Regions from separate parts of the Mus musculus genome. Here region 1 is linked to region 2. Evidence: chromatin contacts called from public promoter capture Hi-C data. All regions are on one chromosome and are shown on one strand. The core of a region is the stretch at or near the end of the contact, and the rest is flanking DNA. Distances in the headings are between cores, read along the strand shown.

Region 1 (5,633 bases), core at 70-2,569, 290 kb before region 2:
CAAGTTGCTATAACAAAGTTTTATTGGCATTCATGACTGAAGTTATTGGCTAGATAAATAAATGCCATGTCACAAGATATATAAAGGGAAAAACAGGAATAAAGGGAAGTCCCAAAACATTCCAAAGAAAGAAGATAGTCGAATGGAGGTTTGAATTAAGAGTATACTTTTATTCAATCTAGAAAACCATTCTTGAAGAACTTGGAGAAAACTTGAAGTGTTGGTTAGATGTGCTGAAAGGTTCTGAGGTTCCCATTAGTCTGTATGGCTACTTGTAAAATCACGGAACAGAAAGGCTAGGAAAGAAATGCCTGGGGACAATAAACTCTGACCCCTAATATCAGGCCTCGTTGTCTCTGTAATCTGTTAATTTCTGCACCAGTCACAGTTAGTCAAGGAAATAGAAGCCGGAAATATAAAAGATCTGTTGCATGGATCTGGACCCGTCCATATGATGGAGGCACTGGGGCTATAGCAGTGAGTCCCAGCCTCTTGAAATATATAGCCTGGTGGTTATGAAGGGGACATAGAAGGGACAGGGGAAGGGGGACATAGTGAGGGGAGGAAGAGATAGAGAGGGAGGGGGAAGAAGGGGAGGGGGATGGAGGGAGGAGAGGGGAAGGGAGGGAGAGAGAGAGGTAAAATGCACATCAAATGATGTGTTTAGAATATAATATTATAGACATATGTGTGGATGCATTGGGAGATCAGGAAGTGCCATGGGATTGGCAGACAGAATGGACATGGACTTGTGGTAGAGATGGAGAGATAGGTAATGAACCAGTGTGGGTTTTCGCTCTGCACAAGGAGATTAAGAAGGAAAATGGGAATAAAAATGAAATTAAGAAGTCAGCAAGCATTCCTCATGCTCATTCTTTCTCTTCTTACATATTCATGATGTGCAACTCCTCCCCCAGGAGGCTACAGAATCCCATCAACGGGGATGATATCCTTTTATGGCCTATTAAAAAAAATACACGTCTCAGAGGCCAGCTGCACATCTGCTAGGCTCTAGCAAAGAGAATGTTGTATATACTTTTTTTTTTTTTTACATTCAAGATTAGTGCATTTCAGCTTGCTGTAGTTAGAAGAGAGCTCATCCCACAGAGTTTGGTCCTGGGATCCTGTCTAAGGGCGTCGAGGATCTGAAGAAAGGACAGACACAAGGACTGTGTGCACTCTGGTAAGGCGGCACCAGCCACCTCAGTGACTGAGAACCTCGGACTGTTTGTTCTGCACAGCACATCTGGGAGGAGGCCTCTGCAGTTGTTCTTGTAGCTCATACTGGTCAGTCGTTTGTAAACACTCATGCTTGGGACTGAAGAGGGCGTTGTCTTTTGTAGCCTCACCTAGGAGAAAAGCTTTGCCAACTTCCCCTAAGTTCAAGGCCTAGATCCTTGGCATGGCTGCCTCCTGTCAAACAATGTATTTGTTCAGAACACCACTCATGCAGGACTTTGCTCCGTAAAGAAGGTGACAGAGATGGTGGAATGTAGGTATGACTAATGTACCAAATTCCAGTCTCGGCTCAGAGGACTCCATGGGAAAGAGGTAATTTCTACAACGACTGTGTCTGACCAGAAAGGCGACAGTGTGGCTCCTTATCCTTCCCCAAACCAAAATAAACCCTCGTGGTATCAGCATGGGGGCTGGGCTGAAGGGAGTAGAAATTAACTCCAAGAGGTTTAATGAACAACCATGGCTTGTTTCTAAGACACCAGGAATGGGTCTGAGAGTTGGGAAGGTAGTCCAGCTTCAGAAAGGGACTAGGAGTAGACATTGGGATTTTCAGGTCTCTGATTCCAGCTCAGTGGCTTCATTTCCTTTGGGGCCATCTTCCTTTGCTGGCTAGAACATGTGGTGGACTGTCTGTCAACCCTGAAGTTATTAGTGCTGAGCTTTGTCGAGAGACTCCTGGTTTCAAGCCTGGGTGGATGCTTTGGACGGAATATTTAGCCTAGTCGATCAGTGATGACCCAAGTCCAGGAAAGAAGGCCTTCGAGAGCCACAGTGGACAGATGTATCATGGACAAATTAGTTTCTTCCAGGAATCACATTGGAAGAGAAAGAACAGGGTTGGCATACCACACACCTAGGCTCATTTGTGAATATCTTCCTTTATAAAGATTTATTTTTTTGTCATATGTACACGTGCCTGCATGGATGTTGTACGCATATCCTCTGTGTGCCCTGTGCACGCAGAGGACAGAAGGCAGCACCCAATCACCCACACCTGGAGTCACAGACAGTTTTGAGCCTCCATGTTGGTTCTAAGAACCAAATGTGGTTCGTCTACAAGATTAGCAAGTGCCTTCAGCTGCCCGAGCCATCTCTCTAACCCCTACTTATGAAAAATCGGATTTCTGTCTTTACTCTTTTCTTTGCCCTGATCTGTGGGGCAGCCATTATTACCACATCCCTGGGAAACAGACTACAGTGAGATCTTTCAGGAAACAATAGACAGTGTGATCACTCGTCCCCCTACTTTCCAATCTGCTTACCCCGAAAATTAAAACAAAACCAAAATAAACTAAGTGAGTAATAATAATATAATTAGATCATTGCTTAGCTCTCAGGAATGCAGACACAGCCTTGGAAATGGTTCTTGAGACACAGCCTTTCTTATCTTGGGAAAGCAGATGGTAGGTCGGTGGTAAGACTGTATATCAGGTTAACATTCTGATGTGTGAGCATGGTGCTTTAACTTCATGGTGTCCTTGGTGAGTGCACCACTCAAGGTTCTGGCTCCTTGAGCATCCTCCGGGTCAGTCTTCTAAGAAAACAAGGAGGAAAGGCTCACATTGCATGTCCCTCTCCTCCAGGGAGAGAACATAGAGATCCAGACAGAGACTCAGGCAAATGCAGAGGAATGTGGATTCACACTGAAACACTGCTGAGCCCATTCAGTGGTTCACTAATAAATATACAATTATTTACAGTCACATTTATTAGGTTTTTCTCTCCGTTCTCTCTCCCTCCACAGACCTTTAAGTGATGACCATTGCTCTGTTCTTCTAAGCTTTAGCTGCTGTGATAGTCATTTAACTAGCAATACCCAGATAAGAATGCTGTATATATGATTAGGTGAATCTTATTTGACAACTTGAATTTTAAAAAGCCAATGGGGTGGCGGGTATCCCAATGAGTTTGAACTCTGACTTAAGTCTCAAAGTGAGATATTGCTCGGAGGTTAATTTTCCTTCACAACCACCCTGATCCATGTTCTCAGAGGGCTTTGCAAGTTGTTCCCAGAGACTATATCCAGATGCCCTTAAAGGGTGCATGGAAGTGAACTTCAAAGTGAGTTTTCTTAGTTGCTCTATCTCATGTGTCTTTCAATGGGCTCCGTAAAGGACAGTTGGGCAAATGAAGTCTTAGTGAATGGGTTCAGAGGTTCGTGGGAAAGGATGATTGACAGAACAAGAAGTAATTCAGTGTGTCTTGGCCCATTATCTCCTCTTTCATAAGCAGTTCGAAGCAGCAAGATCTTTGTTAATTTTTTTGTTTTGTTTTTGTGCTTTTTGTTCTTTGTTTTTTGTTTGGCTTTTGACAGGAAGAGGCTGTGTGCGATTATTTTCAGTGTGCCAGTGGTTTCCAAAGTTGGTTATGTAAGAAAGATTTATCTCAAAGTGTTTGATAAAATTTAAAACTGAATAGGAGTCTTCAAGGTAAGATGTCACCTGCCTGACATGCTGGAGAGTCTCAGGGAGTGAACAGGCAACACTGTTGCCCACCAGAGACCATCAGGCACTTAGGGAGACCAGAAACGGGAGACCCGCCTGCCCTACCACCCGTCGCAAGCACACAAAGGACCTTTGGGAATATTTTTATTATGTCAAAGTAGATATAAGAATGCAGATCTAGCAGGAGTAGGAGATACAGTGTTTTATTTATTTATTTTGTGTGGGGGTGTTTTGCCTGCATGGATGGCTGTGTATTATGTACATGCCCGGTGCCCACAGAGGTCAGGAGAGGACACTGAATCGCCTGGGCTTGGACTAAAAGACAGGTGTGAGTGGCCTTGTATATGCTAGGAGTTGAACTCAGGTCTTCTGCAAGAGTAGCCAGTACCAATATATATATTTGCTTATGTATATTCTGGATATTTCTGTGAATCTTTTGAGATTAATATTTAGGTAAGATTAATACTCAAAGTTGATTAAATTCTGTGATATTTGGGGGCCTCTGTCCCTCAGCTAAAGACCTTGGCAGGGCGGCAGACAGAGCTCTTCTGAGGCAGAGAAAAACTCTTACCTTGTGTTTCTTCTAAGAGTGCTAATATGGAAGTCAGAGTTCCATTATTTAAGCAGAAAAAGAAAAGGGAAATTAAAGTAAAAAGAGTTGCTGACCTTGAGAGGGCCTGTAGTTCTGGGGGAAACAAGGGAGCCGTCAGGGGCTCTTTTTTATTTTTTTATTTTTTTATTACTTCCTTTGAGGTGCTGTGTTTTGAATGTACAAGTTTATAAGAGGTGCTTTAGCAGAGGCCTTTGGTCCTGGGAAGGTTCGATGCCCCAGTATAGGAGAATGCCAGAGCCTGGAAGCAGTGTGTTGGGGAGCAGAGGGATGGAGAGGATAGGGAATTTTCAGAGGGGAAACTAGGGAAGGGATAACATTTCAAATGTAAATAAAGAAAATATCTAAAAAAAAAAAAGAAAAGAAAAACTTGGGAGACTGGAGGGAAAGATGAAATGAAGTATATGGGTCGAGCTTTTTTTTTTTTTTTTAAATTGGTTATTTTATTTCCATTTCAAATGTACCCCTTCCTAGTTTCCCCTCCACAATTCCCCCATCCTATCCCCCTTCCCTTTGCCTCTATGAGGGTGCTCCTCCACCCACTCACCCACACCTGCCTCACTACTCCAGCATCTCCCTACATGGGGGCATCGAGCCTCCACAGGACCAAGGGCCTCCCCTCCCCTTGATGCCAGAGAAGGATCAAGCTTTAACAAGCATTAAGCTGTGAGCTCTAGCTGGCTCAGTCTCTGGCCAGTTTGAACTATGTGAGAAGGCCAATATTTGAGTATGTCTGCCTTGCTTTTAAAAGGGCCATTTCACATGGCTCATGCTAAAGGAATATACTGTGTTTTCAATATAACGGGTGGGAAGGGACATTTCTAGATTCTTTCCCACAAGGATGCTTTCCTTGGCTTGGGATCAGTGGCCCTGAGGTCATTGGGGTAGGATGAGGTAGGGACAGTTCTATACGCTGTGCAAGGAGTACATACATTTGGGCAGTGATTATCCTAGGATGTATTTTTGCCACATTAAAAACATTAGCATTTGAAAAATACAATGCAATGCCGTAAGATCACAGATACAATCTCTCACCCTTAGCATGTCTCCTCTCACAGCACACCATTCCATACAGACATCCCCCACCCAGCTATTGATGTGTTGCTTAACGTCCACTATGTCTGTAGATGTGGTATTGACTCATTTCTGGCATCCCCGGGAGATCCCCAGTATGGCAAGATCCACGACTCTGCAGTAGTTCCTGCTGTTTGGATAACACTTGACGGTTTAGGAAACTCATTTTCCTTTCCTTTCCCTGATGCCCAAACATCATGGCACACATCGTTGTTCTTGTGTTTATGATGGGGAAGATGTAATCCAGATGGATTAACTTGTCAAGA
Region 2 (5,518 bases), core at 1,856-4,355:
GAGTGAGCGATGTCCCATTTGTGGAGAGATGCACTGGGCCTCCGTGTCAGCTCTCTGGAGAAGTGGTTCCCTCAGCTCTGTGCTGCAGAGATAACACCTCAAGACACCTGACCTGACCCGTGTCACTGTGTCTTACTGCCATTCTCCTATCCTAAGATCCATGACAGGAGGCAAAACCAGCTCTTCTGAGCACTTAGCTCTCTCATATGGTTTTAACCCAAGACTTAATGCTTTCAAGCTTCTTTCCTGGCGCCGTGAGGAACGCCCCGCTGGCTGTGGCTCTTCTGATCCGTTTGCCTGTCTTAGGTTCTTCCTGCTGAGAATGAACCGATGCAGATGGACACCCACAAAGGTGAATGTCCAACAGTGCAGTTTGCCGGGAGCGTTCTGTTAGGGATGGCAGCTGCTGGCTGCTCGGCAGGGCCTAGGTTGGCTCAGTGGCTTTGGCTTATGACAAACTGGTCAAAGGATGAGTGCCATCCCAGGGCTGTATCTTCTCTGAAGCTAAGATCTGAGTCACAGTCAATTTTTCAGTTTGGTTCAATTATACGGAGCTATCCATGCTGCCGGCCGATCTCTTCTCTGTTGCTTCTCAGAGATAGGAACTAGAAATTGCTTCTAAACTTGTTTCTTCCCATAAAAGAAATACATGGTTATTATTATTATATTTAAAGATCTATTTTAGTTATTTTATGTCTGTGAGTACACTGTTGCTCTCTTCAGACACACCAGAAGAGGGCCTCAGATTCCATACAGATGGTTGTGAACCACGATGTGGTTGCTGGGAATTGAAGTCAGGACCTCTGAAGGAGCAGTCGGTGCTCTTAACTGCTGAGCTATACTTCTAGACTTTATTATTATTATTATTATTATTATTATTATTATTAATTTTAAAGATAAAATGCAGTGATTTGAAAATGCCAAATTGATGGCTTTTGGTCTTTCTTATGGAAATAAAAACCATAGTGTTTCTTTTCATTTGTTTACTGAGATCTGGTCTTTATCCACAAGGTCACAGCTTCAGGAATTGGGGGAAATGGAGGAAAGGGACAGACATCCTCTGACCCCAACTTCTCATTGATGTTGATACGCTTGTGTTAACAGCATGGAGAGGTCAGCTGGCTCATTAGTAGGTAAACAGGATTTACTGGGGAGTACACTGAACGCATGTACATGGAGGACATGCCTGCCTTCACTGGCCAGGGCTTCAGGATAGCTGCCATTTCTTGGCTGCTTTTATCCAGAATTTAGGAATTGGCTCCACACATAACAGTTGCTTGATTTGGGTGTGTTCTGGCTAGTCCTCTAAATTCCTAGTTCCCTTCTCATTCCATAAATCATGGCGCTAAGTGCCTTGTGCTAATGTGTTAAAGGCCCTTGCTGCACTTAACAGTCTTGGCAGTCTCCCTGCTATCGAGTACCTAAATTTCTCTTCTCAGAGAGACCTCCCACGACTCCAAGTCACAGACCCTCCCATTTTTGACTTATACCTTTTGTTTCCTGGCACTCTAGGGCTTGTAGTTCATTGTTTGTTGTTCCATTGGACTCTAGTCACTTTGTTCACGATGGTTTCTTTAACTCCTATTTAATGCTGGGCATGTACTTGGTTCCCAGTATATTTGAATGGATGGATGGATGGTGGATGGACGGACGGATGGATGGATGGTGGATAGATGGATGTTGGATGGATGGATGTATGTTCGATGGATGGATGGATGGATGGATTGATGGTGGATGGATGGATGGATGGATGGATGGATGGATGGTGGATAGATGGATGTTGGATGGATGGATGTATGTTCGATGGATGGATGGATGGATGGATGGTGGATGGATGGATGGATGGATGGATGGTGGATGGATGGTGGATGGACAGATGACTGAATGAACAAGCAAGTCAATTATGAGAATGGGGAAACATTATTCCTCCCAGTTGAAGAATCCTTGGTTTGAATTGGGACCTGTTGCTTCTTGCCTCTGACTTCAGGGGATATTTTCTTTTTGGCAATCGGTGAGTCCAGGTGTGCCCTGTGTATAATTTAGTCAGGTTCTTTAGGATCTGCTAGGACAGTTCCACATAATTTGACTTAATGTGCTTCTCCCCTGGGGATTTGCCCCAGATGAAGTGGTTTTATTAGGGCTCGCCTGAAAGACACACAAAATAAAACTAATGATTGAATTTCATGACAAACGACCGGAGTGGGCGGCATGCAATTTCCCTTCCTTAAGGGGCTGGCCTTTGTAATAAGGACTTCAGCCTTTATTTGCCAGGTAATTACTGTCGCTGGCAACTGAAGTTATAAAGAAGAATAAGTACATATTTAGCAATTCATGACTCAGTGAGGAGGCATGCTTAACTTCACAGGACCTGATTTCTCAAACAGCATCAGACGAAAGCAGGAAGCTTTGAAAGGGGTCACAGTACCCCCTCTCCCTCCCTCCCTCTCCCTCCACACAGATTTCAATACTTCCGTTGTGTACTTTTTTGTGTTATATCTTGCTGTTGGTTTTTGTTCACTGTGACTTGCAGTTCCCCCACCCTCTTTCCAAACATGACATTTTTCAGAGGAGAACACAAATCTTTCACCTGATAAGCCTTTCAGGAGAGCTCCGCTTCCTACCCATTGCTGCCTGCCAGAATCATCTGAGGTGGATCTGCAGTGTGCTGCGCAGACTGTGCCTCATCCCAGTTCAGGCAGAAACCTGCCCCAAGCTGCAGCCCATCCTGCTCAGCCCACTGGGATTTTTGGTTTTGTTTGGTTTGTTTGTTTGTTTTGCTGGGACCTTCAGGTGGTGACCGGTAGAAAAGTGGCCATTCCCACCAAAAGTCTCTTGAGTTAGGGACCCTGAGAAGGTCGAGAGAGGCGAGGTGTGAGATATAGACTATCTTGTGTGGGATGTAAAATGACGCACATTTTAAAGATGAGTGTTTTGCTTTCCCAAGTGGAAAGGAACTTTTCTACACATGCTCCTTACATTAGTATCCAGGAAAGAGCACTGGGCTGACTTTTGCTTTATTTACAATAAATCGAGTAGTGTAGGAATCTGTTCTGACTATCGAGTAAGAACATTTACACAGTAAACATGCCAGCCCCACTCCTGTGAACAGCAGTTAGTGATGCCAGCTTTGTGTGTACCTTGCTCCTTGGCTCAGATGTACTCAGGCATGGCTGAGCTCACCCATAGGAATGGTGGGCTTAGAGAATTCAGTTTGGGTTTTGTTTTTGTACTCTTTAACTCTTCTCAGAAAAATTTGACCGAGATGTCCCTTATCTACCCCAAAATACACTTTTTATGTCAGTAACGGCAGTTGTGGCCTACGCTTGTAACTAGTTTTTGTTGCTGTTGTTTTGTGTGCGTTGGCATTGGGCTTTCCTGTGTATCTGTGTGATGGTTTTGGGACTCCTGGAGCTGGAGCTACAGACAGCGGTGGAGCCTCCATGTGGGTGCTGGGAATTGAACCCAGGTCCTCTGGAAGAGCTCTAACCACTGAGCCATCTCTCCAGCCTCTGTAAATAAGTTGTAATGACTGCAAAAAATGTAACATGTTTTCTACTCGGGGTGCCACATGATGTAGCTAACGTGTCTAAAGGAGAGTCATATATTGGGAACTGTTGCATAGCTTTAAGAAGCAGTAGGAACACGCATGTAGACATTTATAAGGACGTTTGGTAGAGAAGATCAAAGTACACATCACAAGTCAGTTCTGGTGTATCTCAGTGTTGCTAGAGAAGGTGAGCTTGGGCTGGGTATAACGTAGCCCAGTACTTGCGTTTGACTCGTTTGGATGTCAAGGGAAGACATATTTTTCTTTGAGTGATAAATACAAATTAACAACCTCCAACCTTAATCCTCAGTGGGACCTAGATTGTTTGAAGTTTTGTTTGTTTGCTTTTTCCTTTGGGGGGGGGGGTGTTGTTTATTTGTTTGAGACTGGTTCTCATGTATCTCTGGCTGGTATCAAATTCGAAAAAAAAATATATCTTTTAGGCTTACAATTTTCAAATTTCGAAATGTTGGCAGATGCTACTGGGCACCTTTTAAAAAGCCATTGAGGAGTAAGCATAGGCTTGCCCGCATCTGTAGGCTCCCTGGGTCTGTCCTCCTGTGGAGCTATCTGCCTAAGTGCCCAGCTGGCATTGAGTCAGTCTGCACGGCTCTTGCCAACATGAGCATCATAATTTACCTCGAAGGATGGTTGGCTGTTAGCAGTTGGAGGATAGAAAAGAAAGACCAGAATAACTCCATATCAAATAACTATACTCAACAAAGGAAGGAAGGAAGGAAGGAAGGAAGGAAGGAAGGAAGGAAGGAAGGAAGGAAGGAGAAAGAGTGGTTGACTGGGAAGTCACTACTTTGCTTTAAAGAGTGTTTTAGAGGCAAGTGGTCGACATTTACCTATAATATATGAAATACCTTTGTAACCTATGCCTCCTAAGAGTCATGAGTATAGCACGGTGCAGTCATCAATGAGGTGGCATCTGGTGGTAGCATTGTGGCGAGAGCTGCCCTGAGAGAGAATGCCAGTGAACATCAGTACTGACCCGTGCACGGGAGGGAATGGACGTGAGTCAAGAGAGGTCAGATGACAAGAGTGAATACCCAATTCCACTGTAGATGGGAAAGATCAGGAAGGTGGACTAGACAGTGATGGTGCATTCTTGTCACGTAGCTGCTGTGCACTTGGCAAAACAGGGCTGGAAATTATAGGCATGGAGAAGCCCCGTAGGTGACTGTAAAATCATGGGAAGACGATGATCCACCTTGAGATAGTGAACAGAGACAGTTTCACTAGAGCACGCTTAGTTGTATGTAGTACTCATTATGCTGGACCACCTCTAGAGCTAATCTGAAGTTTCTGAGGTGTTTTTGAGGCCCAGCCTGAATTATATCTTCACAAGCAACCTGAGAGAACCTAGGTTATTGAAACCTAGGTGTTTAGCTGCTAGAGCTCAGAGCATTTGAAGACAGGGTGTCTGAGGCCTCACAGTGCTGGAGAAGAAGCAGGGCAAGAATACCATCCTCCCTTCACTTCCTAGCAGACGTACCGGAAGAACGTCCAGCAGATGATGCAGTGTCTGATCCGAAAACTCGCCGCCCTCAGCCAGTATGAGGAAGTCCTGGCCAAACTCAGCTCCACAGCCACGGACCGGCTCACGGTTCTGAAGACCAAGCCCCAGTCCATACAGCGGGACATCATGACCGTCTGCAGCGACCCTTACACATTGGCCCAGCAGCTGACCCACATCGAGCTGGTGAGGCGCTATCTGCTTTGCCCTTTGCAGCCACAGCTAGTTTGCTTTGGCAACCAGACTGTTGGCTGATAGTAAATCTCGGGAGAGAGGTCAGAATCACTCAAAAGGGGAAACATCCACAAAGCAGCCAGAGCGTGATTTGTGTGGGCATCTGAATATGGATGCCGATATCCCGAGAATTTACTCGTAAACACACCCTAAACAAGACGGGAAGCAGAGTCTACTGAATCTCTTGGTCTTTTTTCTGCCTCTAATTAGTTTCC

Evidence for each region. Capture Hi-C pulls out chosen DNA fragments and counts their contacts.
Region 1: a contact with region 2 is called in a promoter capture Hi-C map of liver. The contact joins two enhancer-like sites. A contact is called at or near these places in 11 of 39 promoter capture datasets (the HPC-7 cell line, cranial neural crest, embryonic stem cells and 7 more), 1 of 15 datasets of contacts at CTCF or cohesin (the NIH/3T3 cell line), 9 of 484 Hi-C or Micro-C datasets (the HL-1 cell line, bone marrow-derived macrophages, cortical neurons and 4 more), 8 of 115 datasets of contacts at active chromatin or transcription factors (embryonic basal ganglia, embryonic forebrain, embryonic hindbrain and 5 more) and 2 of 9 other capture datasets (adipose tissue and liver).

What each region holds. Positions count from the first base shown.
Region 1 is chr5:99,522,862-99,528,494 of GRCm38.p6, reverse strand. The region is part of intron 2 of A930011G23Rik (RIKEN cDNA A930011G23 gene); the gene reads left to right. Among named protein-coding and RNA genes, the nearest start is that of Gm35253, 15 kb to the right of the region's middle. Within about 2 kb of position 1,319, at least 21 of the 459 cell types and tissues checked have an H3K27ac peak or open chromatin away from gene starts, as enhancers often do. A contact at or near this core is called in liver, where this site is marked.
Region 2 is chr5:99,234,213-99,239,730 of GRCm38.p6, reverse strand. Rasgef1b (RasGEF domain family, member 1B) reads left to right here. Exons shown (of 14, transcript NM_181318.4): 5 at 5,043-5,255. Among named protein-coding and RNA genes, the nearest start is that of Rasgef1b, 16 kb to the left of the region's middle. Within about 2 kb of position 3,105, at least 29 of the 459 cell types and tissues checked have an H3K27ac peak or open chromatin away from gene starts, as enhancers often do. A contact at or near this core is called in liver, where this site is marked.